Linked DNA regions of Rattus norvegicus: regions 1 and 2 are each linked to region 3. Evidence: chromatin contacts called from public Hi-C data. All regions are on one chromosome and are shown on one strand. Each heading gives the region's core, a stretch centred on a gene start, on an enhancer-like site or on the middle of the called end of the contact. The rest is flanking DNA. Distances are from core to core; before and after follow the strand shown.

Region 1 (4,615 bases), core at 1,842-4,341, 250 kb after region 3:
TCCTTGAAAACAAAATGAGTTCAAGGCGGGCCTGAACTACTTGGGAACCTGTCTCAAACAAAAGAGGGCTGCGGAGAGCGGAGAAGAGGAGAGAAGAAGGGGGGGGGGGGACAAAACAAAAAACAAAACAACAACAACAAAAAAAAAAAACAGAATTGAATCAATCCTGTTCAAGATGCTCAGCTTCAGCGGTTAACTTTGGAAATTCCTCCCCCTACTGGTTGCCTGAAGTCCTGTCTTTCTATTTTACACAAAGCATCAAGCCAGAGTTTGAGTGTGACATGTTTTTTTCTGAGTTAACAAAAAGCCTGCTAGGAATAAATGCACACATATAAATCACCTCAAATTCCCATAATCAAGAAATCTAGGGGTTGGGGATTTAGCTCAGTGGTAGAGCGCTTGCCTAGGAAGCGCAAGGCCCTGTGTTCGGTCCCCAGCTCCAAAAAAAAAAAAAAAAAGAAAAAAGAAATCTATAATAGAGAAAAATATTATTATCATTTTTATTATATAAATTACTTGAGCAATGGATATGTTTCTTAATGCTGCTTAGCAACCCCTGTATAAATGCTTATACAGGCAGTAATTCAACAAAATTTAGTTACGCAGAAAAAAAACCCTTTGTTACATACTTCCCACAAATTAGTATAGAAATCAAATTATTTTAAATTAAATATTTTATTCAGTGCTTTGGGCATTTTAATTATTAAATGCCATTGATAAGTTTTACTCAAATAGAATAATAAATCTAAAAATTAGATTATCCCACTAAAACTAAGAAGTCTTATAGTCAAAGAACAGATGTTCGGCTACCCAAGTGTCTAGAATTTGCACTTGCTTTGTTTTTGCTTTTGTTTGTTGTTTTGGTTTGGGTTGGTTTGGCTTTTGGAACAGGGTTTCTCTTTGTGTAGCCCTAGCTGACCTAGAATTCATTCTGTAGATCAGGCTGGCCTTGAACTCACAGAGATGCTCCTGCCTCTGTTTCCTGGGTTCTGGGGTTAAAGGTGTGCTCCACCATCATTCAGCTAGAATGTTCTTTTAAGTCCTGTCAAAGCATGGATTCCAAGATGGGCACAAAATTAATTAGTTATTTTCCAAATTGTGGTACCTCACGCCTGTACTCCCAGCATTCTGGAGGCTGAGGCAAGGGGTTGCAAGGAGTTAGAAGGCTAAGCTACATAGCAGGACCCTACTGAAAATAATCTTAAAAGAAACCTTAAAAGAAAAGAAAAATCAAAAGACTGAACACCAAGGGAAAACAAGGGAACCCCATTTCACAGTTTTCATAATGGCGTCATCCATGATGGGACCCAGACTTGAGCACCCAAACAAAAGAGAGACCATACTTCATACTGAGGCTTCTTCTCTGAGCTTTTCCTAGCTGGAAAGATTCTGCTCTGCAGGAAGGTCCGCTTTTCTCTTAGCCTTTTGCTAACCAATCACCCTTTGCTTCAGTCCCATTAGAATTCCTTCCTACTCCCTATTCAAATCGCTGTGTGGTGATGGGCTCTTGGCTGGCAGCTGACTGGCACTGACATTCATTTAGTCCCAGTTCCACAAATAATTAAAAGTTTCATGTTTATCAAACCCTTATAACATGGCCCACTGGTCATATGGGTTACTGAGTCTCATGCTATAAACAGCTCTTCAGAAAAAAAAATCATGATATTAAAAAGTGGACAATAGGGGTTGGGGATTTAGCTCAGGGGTAGAGCGCTTGCCTAGCAAGCGCAAGGCCCTGGGTTCGGTCCTCAGCTCCGAAAAAAAAAAAAAGTGGACAATGGGCCTGGAGAGAGGTCTGTCCAGTTTAAGCATGTTCCCATGCCCTCCCCTATCACTCTCTGCCTTATTCCTTTGAGGCAAGATCTCAGGAACACCAACTTCTCAAGACAAAGGTGTCTAGGTATTGCCCCTTCAATAGCCACACATTTTTGTCCCAACCTTATAGATCAGGTGCTTTTAAAAAAAAAAAAATGTCACGGCAAATTCCCCCAAGTCACTCCCCTGCTGCTGCTGGTAAAGCCCTTACTTAGGTGCAGCATTCCTCTCTGAGTGGCCACACTTGTTCCCCATTACCCGTCCTTTCTCCTAAGAATAAGCTGTTTAATTCTAACTCATTTTGGCAGTTTGAGAATGGTGTGGTGAACATCAGGACCAAAAGCTGGGGAAGAAAGGGTTTATTTGGCTTACAAATCTACATTGTACTCCATCACTGAGGGAGGCCAGGACAGGAACTCAAATGGGAAGAACCCGGAGGCAGGAGCTGCTGCACATCCCATCGCTTGTCTCCATGGCTTGCTCAGTCTTCCTTCTTATAGAACCCAGAACAGCTGTCTGCAGTTGTACCACCCACATCAGTCACCAGTTTTAAAAATGATCTGCAGGCTTACCTACAGTCCAATCTTATAAGAGGTATTTTCTCGATTGGGGTTCCCTCCTCTCAGATGACTGTAACCTGTATTAAGTTGACATGAAATTAGCCAGCGCAATAATCGTTAAGTATTATCACAATATTTGACTCTTGTAGATTCCTTATATAGCCCTGGGAATACTAAGTCACACTAATACCACTAATGAGCTTATTAATTTAACGTAGCAAAGTGTATTAAGATATCAGTATCTGAGAGGCTGCATATAGATGAAAAGACAAAAACCATACACAAAGGTGATAAGCAAGAAACAGGCACTGTGCTTGGAGGACTGGGCCCGCTTGGAAATTCTGGTGAATCAGATGCAGTTTCACAAGGGACAACCACGTCCTAAGCCCACAGGATTCTCTCTAGGGGCCTTGGTAATGGGAGTTCATTAGAATTCTCAAGAGTGATGCCGAATGTCTCACAGATGTAGCTTAAATGGGTGCGTACACAGTGTCCAGGAACTCGTACTCAGCATCGCACACGTTGTTATACTATGCTGCGATACGTTACGTTACCGAATATGCCACAATTTATGATTAAAACGTACAACAGAAGAACCAGAGAGACGGCGCGTAACTAGGAACCACTCACAAAGAAACACCACCGCCCGCCCGACCCCCCAAGACAAACGCGCCGGAGAGGCGGGGTTTCCGCTTCCGGCGACGGATTGTTGACGCCCGCTGCTGCTGTGGTGGCGACCGAGCGGTTGGGGAGGGGCTGACGAGAGCGGGCGACGGCGCAGTGACAGGCGGCGCGGAGGGTGCCTCCGGGGCGACGATGGCAGAGGGGCCCGAGGAAGCCCGGAGCCGCCCTCCCGGGCAGGACGGCGGTAGCGAGGACCACGAGCCGGTCCCTTCCGGACCAGGCTCTCCCTCCTCCTCCTCCGCCGCCGCCCCCCGGCCCCCGGCTCTCACGACCGTCGCCTCGGCGGTGCCGGAGCCGGAGCCGCAGTGCGAGCTCCGGAAGCGCCGGGAGACGGGCGCAGAGCCTCAGGAGCCGGGGGGCTGCGAGGCGTCGGACGGGCCGGGGCGGCTGAGCGCGCGCGAGTACTCGCGGCAGGTGCACGAATGGCTGTGGCAATCCTACTGCGGCTACCTCACCTGGCACAGCGGCCTGGCCGCCCTCCCCGCCTACTGCGGCCCGCCTCCCGCCGCCCCTCAGCCCGCAGCCCCGCCGCCGCCCCCGCCGCCGCCGCAGCTCGCTTACTACAACCCCTTCTACTTCCTAAGCGCTGCGGCGCCAGGGCCGGGGGCGGCCACGAGCGCCGGCGCCACCCCGACAGCCGTCGCGGGCCTGACGGCCCGGGCCCCGCACGTGCAGGCATCTGCCCGGGCGGTCCCTGTGACCAGGGTGGGCTCTGCAGCCCCTGCACGGACGGCGAGCGACACCGGGCGGCAGGCAGGTGAGAACGGGGTTGAGGTGGGTGCGTAGAACATCGGAGGGATAGAGTAGAGGATTTTATTCATCTGCCTCCACTTCCTATGTGTAGGATTACTGGTGGCCCGCGGGTTCTTTTTTTAAATTACTGCTACCCCTACCACCATTTTTTTTTTGGAAGGATCTCATCTTGTGGTCTAGGCTAACCTTAACTCAGTGTATAGGCCAGGCTAGCCTCAAACTTGCAATAAGACTTCTGTGCAGCCTATAGGCTCTTACTACATTCCTGTGCTAGCCAAAGGGGTCTGTCGAAGGATCTTGAAATATGTAACTGGGGAACTGCTACTACCATTGACAGTTCCCACGTACATCTGCTATGGTTTGCCCAGGCCCTAAATTCTAAAAAAAAAAAAAAAAAAAAAAAAAAGTACAATGCTGATTGTTCTTCCCTTAAGACCTGGCACTACCAATAGATTCCCTTAATCCTGACACTAGTAGCCCTTCTTGTATATAGAGAGACGTATGCTTATCAAACCATTCTCTCGGTGATCTCCATGCTCTGGACAAGATCCAAAGCTAAACTTAGGTGGCAAGCGCACTGTTGGAGGATTGAGATTAGAATACGAGAAATCACCAAGTTGGGCTGTATAAGGACAGTGGGACTGAAAGGCGATTGACATTATAAATGAGAACTTTTGACTGGGCCCAAGCCTTGAATATCATCTAGTAATCAATTCTGTGTAGTTATGAGTCCTAGCAAACTGTAGGAAAATTTACAGCCACTCTGCCGAGCCTGGGCCCGGAATGCTGGGATGACTGGCATA
Region 2 (4,604 bases), core at 273-2,772, 230 kb after region 3:
GAAGAGAGGGAAAGTGGAGTAGACGACGACAGTATCCAGGGGACGTCCGTGATCGTGGGAGATTTTAGTTCTTGGGAGTCGGGGGTTGGGGGGCGACAGTAGTTGAGTGTGTGCTGCACACCTGTGACCCCAGTACTTGGGAGGACTCCATGCCGTTAGAGGCCGGTTTGATCTGTAGAGCAAGCTCCATCCAGGCTAACCCAATCTCAAAACCAACCTAACACACACAGTAAAGCCCGGTGTAACACCCCTGACGAAAGCACTTAGGAGGTAGAGACAAGAGAAGGAACAGCAATTCAAAGCCATCTTTGGTCCCAAAGTGAGTCCAAGGCCAACCTAGGCTACATGACACCCTGTTGGGAGGGAGGGAGGGAGGGAGGGAGGGAGGGAGGGAGGGAAACATTCAAACACACCAAAAGGGAATGTGGGAGAATGTAGCACTGATAAAGTTGTTGTAGAGCGTATATGTATCTATTACTCTTTGCATGTTTCCATGCCGGAAATAGCTTGTTACATTTTTAAGGATATGAACTGTGCACTTTGAACAGTTACTTTGGGAAGGGTGAACCATTGGTTGTCTGTGGTAGGAGATGGAAGGAGCAATTGTCTCCGAGACAAGAGAAACAGCTGATAGGACACTTAGTGAATTTCTGGATGCTCAAACCAAGAGAGTGTCATTACCTAGTTAAAGTGCCTAGTAAATTGTCTGAAAAGGGCCTGGGCACAACTGAAGCAGAAATCACTTACCTGCCTGGGGCTGAGATGGGGATCAACTGTAAGTGGCCATTAGGGATATTTTTAGAATGGTGGAACGATTCTAAAACTGGCTTGTAGTCCCAATTGCACAACTCTGTACATTTATGAATAGCATCCAGTTGTACACTTAAAAATGGGTGGTTCGTATAATTTCAGATTTTGCAACACTAATGTTATTTAAAGAAAAGGGAGGAAAAAAAAAGCTAAAGTTCATATAATTTGGCCTGGCAATCTTTTTTTTTGCAAAAATGTTCTAGGAAAACATACAGATTGGGAAAGAGACAACCACCGTCAGGGAAAATTTTTTTTTAATTATTACTGAGTAATAATATTCATAAGCCAACTCTCCAGGAGTCACTGGTAGCTCCTACTTTCCTTAGCTTGGCCGGAGATATCCGTGGGCTTCAGGCTGGCACACAGATGCTTTCATCCTCGTATCATAAAGAAATCTAGAAGTCAGGAAAACATGATTAGGCACATTTTTAAAACAGACACACACACATACATGCATGCACACAGAGACACAGAGATACAGTCTCATTCTCTCTATCTCTCTGTCTCTCTCACACACATACACATAGAGACAGAGAGAGACAGACAGAGAGAGACAGACAGAGAGAGAGAGACAGACAGACAGACAGACCTGCATATATACTATATTATCTCAAGCAGAGCCTTGCCTGTACTTGCCTGACCTTGAATGACCCAGCTGGACCGTTCTCTTGATTTGGGCTTCAATTCCAACTCAGTATCCAGTTTCTGTGGAGCAAGAGGAGGAGAAGCCAGATGACTGGCTAGACGCCCCACAAGGAATTCTTCAGGGCACCTGGGCCACAGACAGAATGTGTTCCTTTGGTTTGCAAACCAGCCTTTTCTTCTGGTTGAAAGGAGAGATGTCTTTATTGCTTCAATTACCATTACAAGAAGGAAACTTCTAGAGTTGTAATGAAGTCTTTGGGAGAATGGTATATCCCTGTGGGCATTGTGGGAAGGTTTGAAAATGGATTGTTAGAAGAGAAACTTAAAACTCATCTGAATTTTTTACTGGACTCAGATACTTGTGAACCTTACAAAGCACTGCCTCCTCTTGCTCGAGGGTCCCGATTATCTGGGTGAATGTCCTCAGTTTGAGCTCCTGAAATGAGTGCATTTTGAGATGCCTGGACCCCTATCTCAGTTGAACTTCACCTTTAGCCCTCAGACTCTTATCCGGCCAGTGACTTACATGAGAAGAATTGGAGTATTTCTTACTTATTCTGAAGTTTGGGAACAGTCTACCTGGCTTCTATTTGAAATTAATCTTATTGTTTGCCGTCTGTATGGATATTTGTTTTAGCCCCAGTCTCAGAGATAACTGTCAAAACTTAAATTTTAAGCAAATGAGTCCTGTTTCTCTTATCACGGAATCAGATAGGCGTTTCGGATTCGCTAGCGGGTTGTGGGGCTTTTCTGAACATTTTAGCTGCTGCCTCCAAATTAATCCCTTAATTTCACCTCAAGAAAGAGAAACGCTGCCTGTTTGGGATTCTCCCATGTATAGTCATTTCACTCTGTCCTCAGATGACACTTACACACACACACGGACACACACACACACACACGGACATGGACACGGACACGGACATGGTCACATACATACAAACACACACACACAGAGCGGGAGAGAGACATACAGAGACAAACAGAAACAGACACACACATATAGACAGAGACAGGAGAGGGAGAGAGAGGGAGACAAGAGACAGACAGACAGACAGACAGACAGACAGACAGACAGACAGACAGAGAGCAGAGAGTACATACTGCCCCCATGAGTCCTAATCATAAACTCAGGAGGAACTCTGGAGAGTACCTGCTTGGGCACATGGTCATTTTTATTTCTTTGCTTTGGTCCCATTTTTTCCCTTAGGTAATGGGGAGAGTGCCAACAATCTCCATTAATAAGACAGAAGGATGCCACCTGTACCTCAGTAAAGATGCGCTAGACTGTGAGATCGTGAGCGCCAAGTCGTCCGAGATGAATGTCCTGGTCCCTCAGGGTGACGATTATGTAAGTACCTTCCAAAACCCTGCCCAGAAAGGCTTTTGTGGCATGTTCATGTTAGTGTTCTTGGAGAGGGGGCTCATCACTACCATCTCATGAGCTTCCGTTGAAGACAGCAGAACAGGCAGGTGAGTGAGGAAGCCAAAAAATATTCTAATGCTCCTCTTAACATAAGGGTCTACTAGGAAGCTCAACAGAAAGGGCTCAAAACTCTAGAAAAACCTAAGGTTGGGTTCAAGAGCCTCAAAATGGGGCCCAGAATCCGGGTTCTTTGTATGTGCAGTATACATTCATGTCATGACACATGTGGGGGTCAGAGGAAAACCTCAGGTAGTCCTTGCCTTCCTCCAATCTTTTTGAGACAGGGTTTCTTGTTCACCACTCTCTAAGCGTCTGGGGGTTATTCTTTCCTCCCTCCATCTTATCCTAGAAGGGTCGAGACTGCAGGCATGGTTTATGTTTGGGTTTTAGGGGATTCAAACTCAGGCCCTCCTGCTTAGACAGACAAGCACCTTACCCACCGAGCCATCTCCCCAGCCCCAGAATCTTGATTCTTAGCAGGCTCCCAAGTAAGTCCTCCAACCATCGGCCCACTGAACTCTCCATTTAGAAATACTAGCCCAAGTCATTCAGCCAGAACTTCATTTCTTTACGTCCTCTCCCCAGCGAAGCAGTTTCTAGAAGGACCCCATTAGACGTCCACCCATGTCAACGTTGAGTAAGGTTGAGTTAATCTCCTCTCTTAGATTCTGAAGTACAGCAGATCTGCCCATCCTTACTACGTGGAAACGAACACGTAGAGAATTCGAAGTTTAACTGGGCAGGCAGGACAGGAGAAGGCAGCAAACAAGAGAGTCAGCAAGTTGCTTTCAAGAGAAGGGCCACATCGGCTTGGAGGGCGGCTTACCAGCTGTCCACAGGCTGCAGTCAGCAGACAGGTTGACTTCCGTAAGCAGAGATTATCCATTTACCTCAGGACTTCCTTTGGCTCTACCCTCACGTACCACACACTGCAGCCTAGAATTCCTCATCTAAGTTTAAAGCACAATACTGTGCAGACAGTGAGTCATAGTGGAGATGCCAACCGTACTTGAAACAAGCATTCCCTCTTGGGTTCTCAGGCAATACAGCCGGGCAGCAGAGTAAGGTCAGCCATATGTTGGGCCATGCCTGGTCTTTGTAACTGTCTAAGCAGAACGCCCAGCGGTATGGGAATTGGATCAGCTGAGATAAGCTCATTTGCATGAGCACCTCAAACTCATTAAGCTAGTCTCTGAGCGTGCTACCAGGCATCCGTAATTGTTTAAGACGTCCAAATGGGGGGCTGGGGATTTAGCTCAGTGGTAGAGCGCTTACCTAGGAAGCGCAAGGCCCTGGGTTCGGTCCCCAGCTCCGGAAAAAAAAGAACCAAAAAAAAAAAAAAAAAAAAAGACGTCCAAATGGATTCCATTACACAGCCCAGATTGAAACCCATTGGCTTAGAAGCGGTGGTTCTTAACCTGTGGGTCATGATCCTTGTGGGGGGGTTGTCTTAGTTAGGGTTTTACTGTGGTGAACAGACACCATAAAGGACAGCATTTAATTGGGGCTGGCTTACAGAGTCAGAGGTTTAGTCCACGCTCATCAGTGTGGAAGCATGGCAGCATCTAGGCAGGCATGGTACAGGCACAGCTAGACTTCTCTCTCTCTCTTCATCTGAAGGCTGCTAGTGGAAGACGGATTTCCAGGCAGCCAGGATGAGGGTCTTAAAGCCCACGCCCACAGTGACACACCCACTCCCACAAAGCCACATCTCCTAATAGTG
Region 3 (4,548 bases), core at 118-2,617:
AATAAATGAGGTCAATGCACTAAACGTTTTGTAATTCAAATAGAAGGAAATAGATTCTTTGCTTAGGAAAAAAAAAAAAAGACGGAGGTGGGAGCGACTTGTGTTGAGACAGACATTGTGCCCATCTTCCTGAATAACTAACTCAGGCAGGAAGCACAAATCCGATGATCGTAGGAGGTACAGTACTAATTCATGGTCCTCTGAAGTAGAAGGCACCCTTTGCTAGCTGTGAGCCATTAAAGCTAAAGTTTTTCTCAAGCACTCCCAAATGTTAAGGGTATTATTATTATTATTATTATTATTATTATTATTATTATTATTTTTAATTCTACATACACACCCGGGGGGGGGGGCAAGTGGACTCTACCTCTTGGTTTCTCACAGCACCAGCTTTTGGGGGCCAAGAAAACTTGACAGCTCTTCTCATGGTTCAGACCCCTAGAGGAGTCAGATTTCCTAGGTCCCAGGTGTTTGGGAGGGGACTGGCCTCTGTACAAATCACCCCAGGCCCCAGGGGACTCTCAAGTCAACTGGTCTTGCCACCCAGGCCTAGCGGGAAGGGCTCCGCGTGGTCCCTTTCAGAGAGTCCAGCAGCTCGCTCTGGGTCTCTCTGGGAGTCGCCAGGGGTCTTTGCGACTTTGACCGGTAGGAGCAGGCAACAACAGACAGAGCCAGGCGGCCTCCAGCCTTTTCCAACTCTGCCCCACCCAGCAACAGCGCCAGAGCCCTGGCCAGGCGACCCAGCGCCGCGCGGCGCGCGGGGAGAGAAGCAGCTGTTCCCAACAGCTGGGGGGCGGCGGCGCCGGGCGCCCCAGGTGCTGTCCCGGCCAATCGCAGGCGTCCGGCCCGCCCCCTCCCCAGCCGGGCGTCGACCCCCGGGCCGCTGGGGAAAAAGGAGCAGAGGGTTGGAGAGCGGTCCTCAGTCCGCACTGGTGTGGCAGCTCCTAAGCAGGAGGGACGGTCCCCAGCCCGAGCCGGGCCCAGCACCGCGCCCCCAGCTGCCACCTCCGCGCCCCCGGGACAAGGTAGCCTCTGAGCCAACCCCTTTCCCACCCCAGCCACTCGATTTTCTGAGAAAGGAACATCTACCTCTTTTGGACTTGGAGACCGCCACCCTCTCTGCATTTAAGGGGAAAATTTTTTTTTTTTTTACTTCCACGCGGGGTGAGTGCAAAAGGCTTGCACAATCCGCGGCTACGGAGCTGGTTACCCGGACGATCGGGAAGGTCTGGACAGTGACCGGCCGCGGGGACTGGAGTAGAGAGCCCGGGCGAGTGTTGGGAACAGCGGGCCACTTGGGAAGCCGCGCGCCCAGCGCCCACGCCGCTCCCTCGCCCCCGCGCGCGCCCTCGGCCCCCGGCGGCCGCCGCGCGCTGCGGGAGACGCGGAGCCCGAGGACCAGGCGCAGCCGCAGCCGCAGCCGGAGCCCGAGCCGCGGGGCGGGCGCGAAGATGCACACCACCCAGAAGGACACGACGTACACCAAGATCTTCGTGGGAGGGCTGCCCTACCACACCACCGACGCCAGCCTGCGCAAGTACTTCGAGGTCTTCGGAGACATCGAGGAGGCTGTGGTCATCACCGACCGGCAGACGGGCAAGTCCCGGGGCTACGGATTTGTAAGTTATGCGGAAGGAGGACTCTCGGGATGGGTGGGGAGCAACTAAGAGAGGTCCTGGAGAGGCGATAAAAGACAGGCCAGGAGGGAGCGAGTGGCCCCAGGCCTTAGGAAAGCATAGCATGGGGTAAGGGGCTCTGTGCGACCTCGCGGGGCGCCCCCTTCACTCGGAGCTGAGCTGAAACTTTAAGTGTGATGGGGTTTGGGGAACCGAGGGACTGTGGCTGCATCGTGGGGTACCGAGAGGACCTCTTTCGATGGCCCCGAGAGCCAGATGGAAGGAGAGCCAGATCTGGGATGCAGAGTTGAGAGGGAAGAAACAGTCCCTCGCTGTGGCATTTCTGGGTTGGAGGCTGGTTGTTAAGTGAGCTGGTGCTTTGTTTAAAAAAAAAAAGAAAGGAAGAAAAACCGTGTGTGTGTGTGTGTGTGTGGTGTGTGTGTGTGTGTGTGTGTGTGTGTGTGTGTGTGTGTGTGTGTGTTGTAGTGTTCACCCCCCCCCCAACCCCCAGCCCGGTAAGAAGAGACATCCGGGAGGTCTAGAGCTATCCACCCCCCTCCTTTTCACACCACTGCCTTTTAAATTGCAAAGGTGGATTCTAAAAGGAAGTGCTGCGCCCCTGAGTGTTTGCCTAACTGAAACAGTGCGTTAAGCTTTCTGGAGATTTAAAGGGGCAAATTCATCTGCCCAAAGACCTGAGAACGCTGGGGCAGGACAATTGCTATTGTCACTAAAGAGTGTTTGCCTCTTGGGAGCTACCGGCTGGTTTGGGGCTGGACTTTGTTTAAAGCCCACAGTACCTCTGGGGCCCGGGTGGGACCGTAAAGGGTAAATCTACATGCGAATTCAGAATGGTGGCTTCCAAATCTCTTTTAGGGCCCACATTAGCATCTTTAAGACTTTGGGTGGGGGCGGAGGGGGTCCTTCCTTTCTTCTTTCTGCTTATTGTCACTTTTTTTAAGGCAGAGAATGAAGGGTTAATGTTCCAACTGCCCCCCTCCCCCCAAATAGGAAGGGAAGCCAACTTCAATACTTTTCCTTCAGGGGTTAACTGAGGGCTCTGTGTGTCTGTCTGTCTGTCTATGTTGCTAAGGTCACCATGGCTGACCGCGCTGCTGCTGAAAGAGCCTGTAAGGATCCTAACCCCATCATCGATGGTAGGAAGGCCAATGTGAATCTGGCGTACTTGGGAGCCAAACCAAGAATCATGCAGCCAGGTGAGCAACGCCCTCCTCCCCTCCCCCCTGCCAACTCTTCACCCATTGGCAGACAGATCCCACCACCTCCCCAGCCCAGAAACACCAGCTTCCTGCGAGCCCCACGGTTGTGTTTGGTAAAACTTGAGCCTTGCCTGGTTATTCCACCGCGGCATTAAATATGCATGAGCATAGTAAGTATGCCTCTGGGTACTTGAGATGTGTCTACTAAAATAGATCTCAGGGTCCAGAGAGCCTGCCCTCAAAAGTTAATTCGTGTGTTTCCTATATAGTGAAAGGTATTTCTGACTGCGCTCAAGCTATCCAGTTTTCACTAGCCACTTGTGGCTGAAAAGGTACACTATGTGGTTGGGCTTTGTCATCTCCAGCCAGTGCGATCCAGGCCAGGGACGCTGTGCTCAGAGCATGAGTGGTCTGAACCCTGACCTGAGAGAAGCATGGCACATATTTTCATATAAAATCACAGAGTACCAGCGACCAAATACACATTGGAAGACTCCGCCTTCTCAGCTTACATTTCGGTGTTCTGCTTTGTCTTTAGTGACTTCTACCTGGGGATGAGAAGTAATTTGCTAAGATCTCCATAGCTGTTGGTTTACAATGGGATATGGCGTTGTCTATGAGGAAGTCTGTTGTATTATTTGGGAATGTTCTTCACATTTACTGAAAATAATTCACTCGGGGATTGAGCAAATGACTCGATTCCCTAGGCAAGCAACTTCGTTGACTAAATCTCGTGTGCTTTACACAAAGCCTTTCTGGCGGAAGTTTAGAAGAGAGCTTGACATTTCTCTTCAGGAGCTCGGTTGTCAGAAAGGGACTTCATGGAGAAATACCCACGAACATTCAAAACTCTGTCTTTCTAAAACATCTTCTCTAGAAAACTATAAGAATAGTACGTGTACTGTTCTTAAAAGAGCGATGGGGAATTCCGTTTTTATAGAATTTTAATACTATAAAACCGTAAAGTGAAAAATGTACTTTTCAAGGCATGGAAATGTTCCAAATTTCTTCTTCTTTTCCCTTTTTTTTTTTTTTTTTTTTTTTTGTTTGTGGGTGAGTTGGAACTGTAGGAATATTCGTGAATTTAACTTCATTGTTGTTCTTGGGTCTCTCTCTAAATATTTTCAAATCTTTTTTATGTCTGTTAAGTAAACTTTGCAGAATTTTTTTTTTTAAGTTTTCCAATCTTAGTCTGGTCAAATGTTTACTTAGGATGAATGATGACGTTTATAAAACATATCTATTTTTCATACATAAAGAACCGTTTCATAGGAGTGGTTCTTTTTAAACCACAAATTGTGATTGTAATTCCTTTGTAGGAATAATAAGAAGTCCCTACCTGTGCACAAATGGGAATTGTGGTGTGTTTTATTGCTAGGTTTTGCCTTTGGCGTTCAACAACTTCACCCGGCCCTTATCCAGAGACCTTTTGGGTAAGTCAATTCACCAAGCCCTCCAAAGTTACAACACGGTCACCATTTGTTTCCCTGCCTCTTTGTTATAAACAGACGAGGTCGATATGTCACAGAAGTTCCGGGGTTTTACATATTTATATATGCTCATGTATTTTTTTTAATGCTGATACTATAAATATTTTTAGATGAGTCAAGTTATCTGACCAAGTATGCAGTCTCCAAACCAGCCAAATGTTGGGCTTAGGATTAAACAAAACAAAACAAAACAAACAAACAAAAAAAAAAAAAAACAAATCC

Evidence for each region. Hi-C and Micro-C count contacts between places; a contact is called where the count stands out from the background.
Region 1: a contact with region 3 is called in a Hi-C map of the A7r5 cell line, with 2.5 times the contacts expected there. The contact joins the promoter of Fam8a1 here to the promoter of Rbm24 in region 3. A contact is called at or near these places in 2 of 12 Hi-C or Micro-C datasets (the A7r5 cell line and frontal cortex).
Region 2: a Hi-C map of psoas muscle shows a contact between it and region 3, with 5 times the contacts expected there. The contact joins the enhancer-like site here to the promoter of Rbm24 in region 3. A contact is called at or near these places in 2 of 12 Hi-C or Micro-C datasets (frontal cortex and psoas muscle) and 1 of 1 datasets of contacts at active chromatin or transcription factors (oligodendrocytes).

Annotation. Positions count from the first base shown.
Region 1 is chr17:18,240,179-18,244,793 of GRCr8, reverse strand. It overlaps Fam8a1 (family with sequence similarity 8, member A1), which reads left to right and starts at 3,091. Exons shown (of 5, transcript NM_001305175.1): 1 at 3,091-3,816. The coding sequence starts at 3,192. LOC120097854 (a long non-coding RNA gene) reads right to left here and starts at 3,065. Exons shown (of 4, transcript XR_010059108.1): 1 at 3,006-3,065; 2 at 2,388-2,452.
Region 2 is chr17:18,264,274-18,268,877 of GRCr8, reverse strand. It overlaps Cap2 (cyclase associated actin cytoskeleton regulatory protein 2), which reads left to right. Exons shown (of 13, transcript NM_053874.1): 12 at 2,666-2,806. Among named protein-coding and RNA genes, the nearest start is that of Fam8a1, 25 kb to the right of the region's middle. Within about 2 kb of position 1,522, at least 3 of the 93 cell types and tissues checked have an H3K27ac peak or open chromatin away from gene starts, as enhancers often do.
Region 3 is chr17:18,490,447-18,494,994 of GRCr8, reverse strand. It overlaps Rbm24 (RNA binding motif protein 24), which reads left to right and starts at 1,367. Exons shown (of 4, transcript NM_001191100.1): 1 at 1,367-1,619; 2 at 2,710-2,833; 3 at 4,215-4,269. The coding sequence starts at 1,452.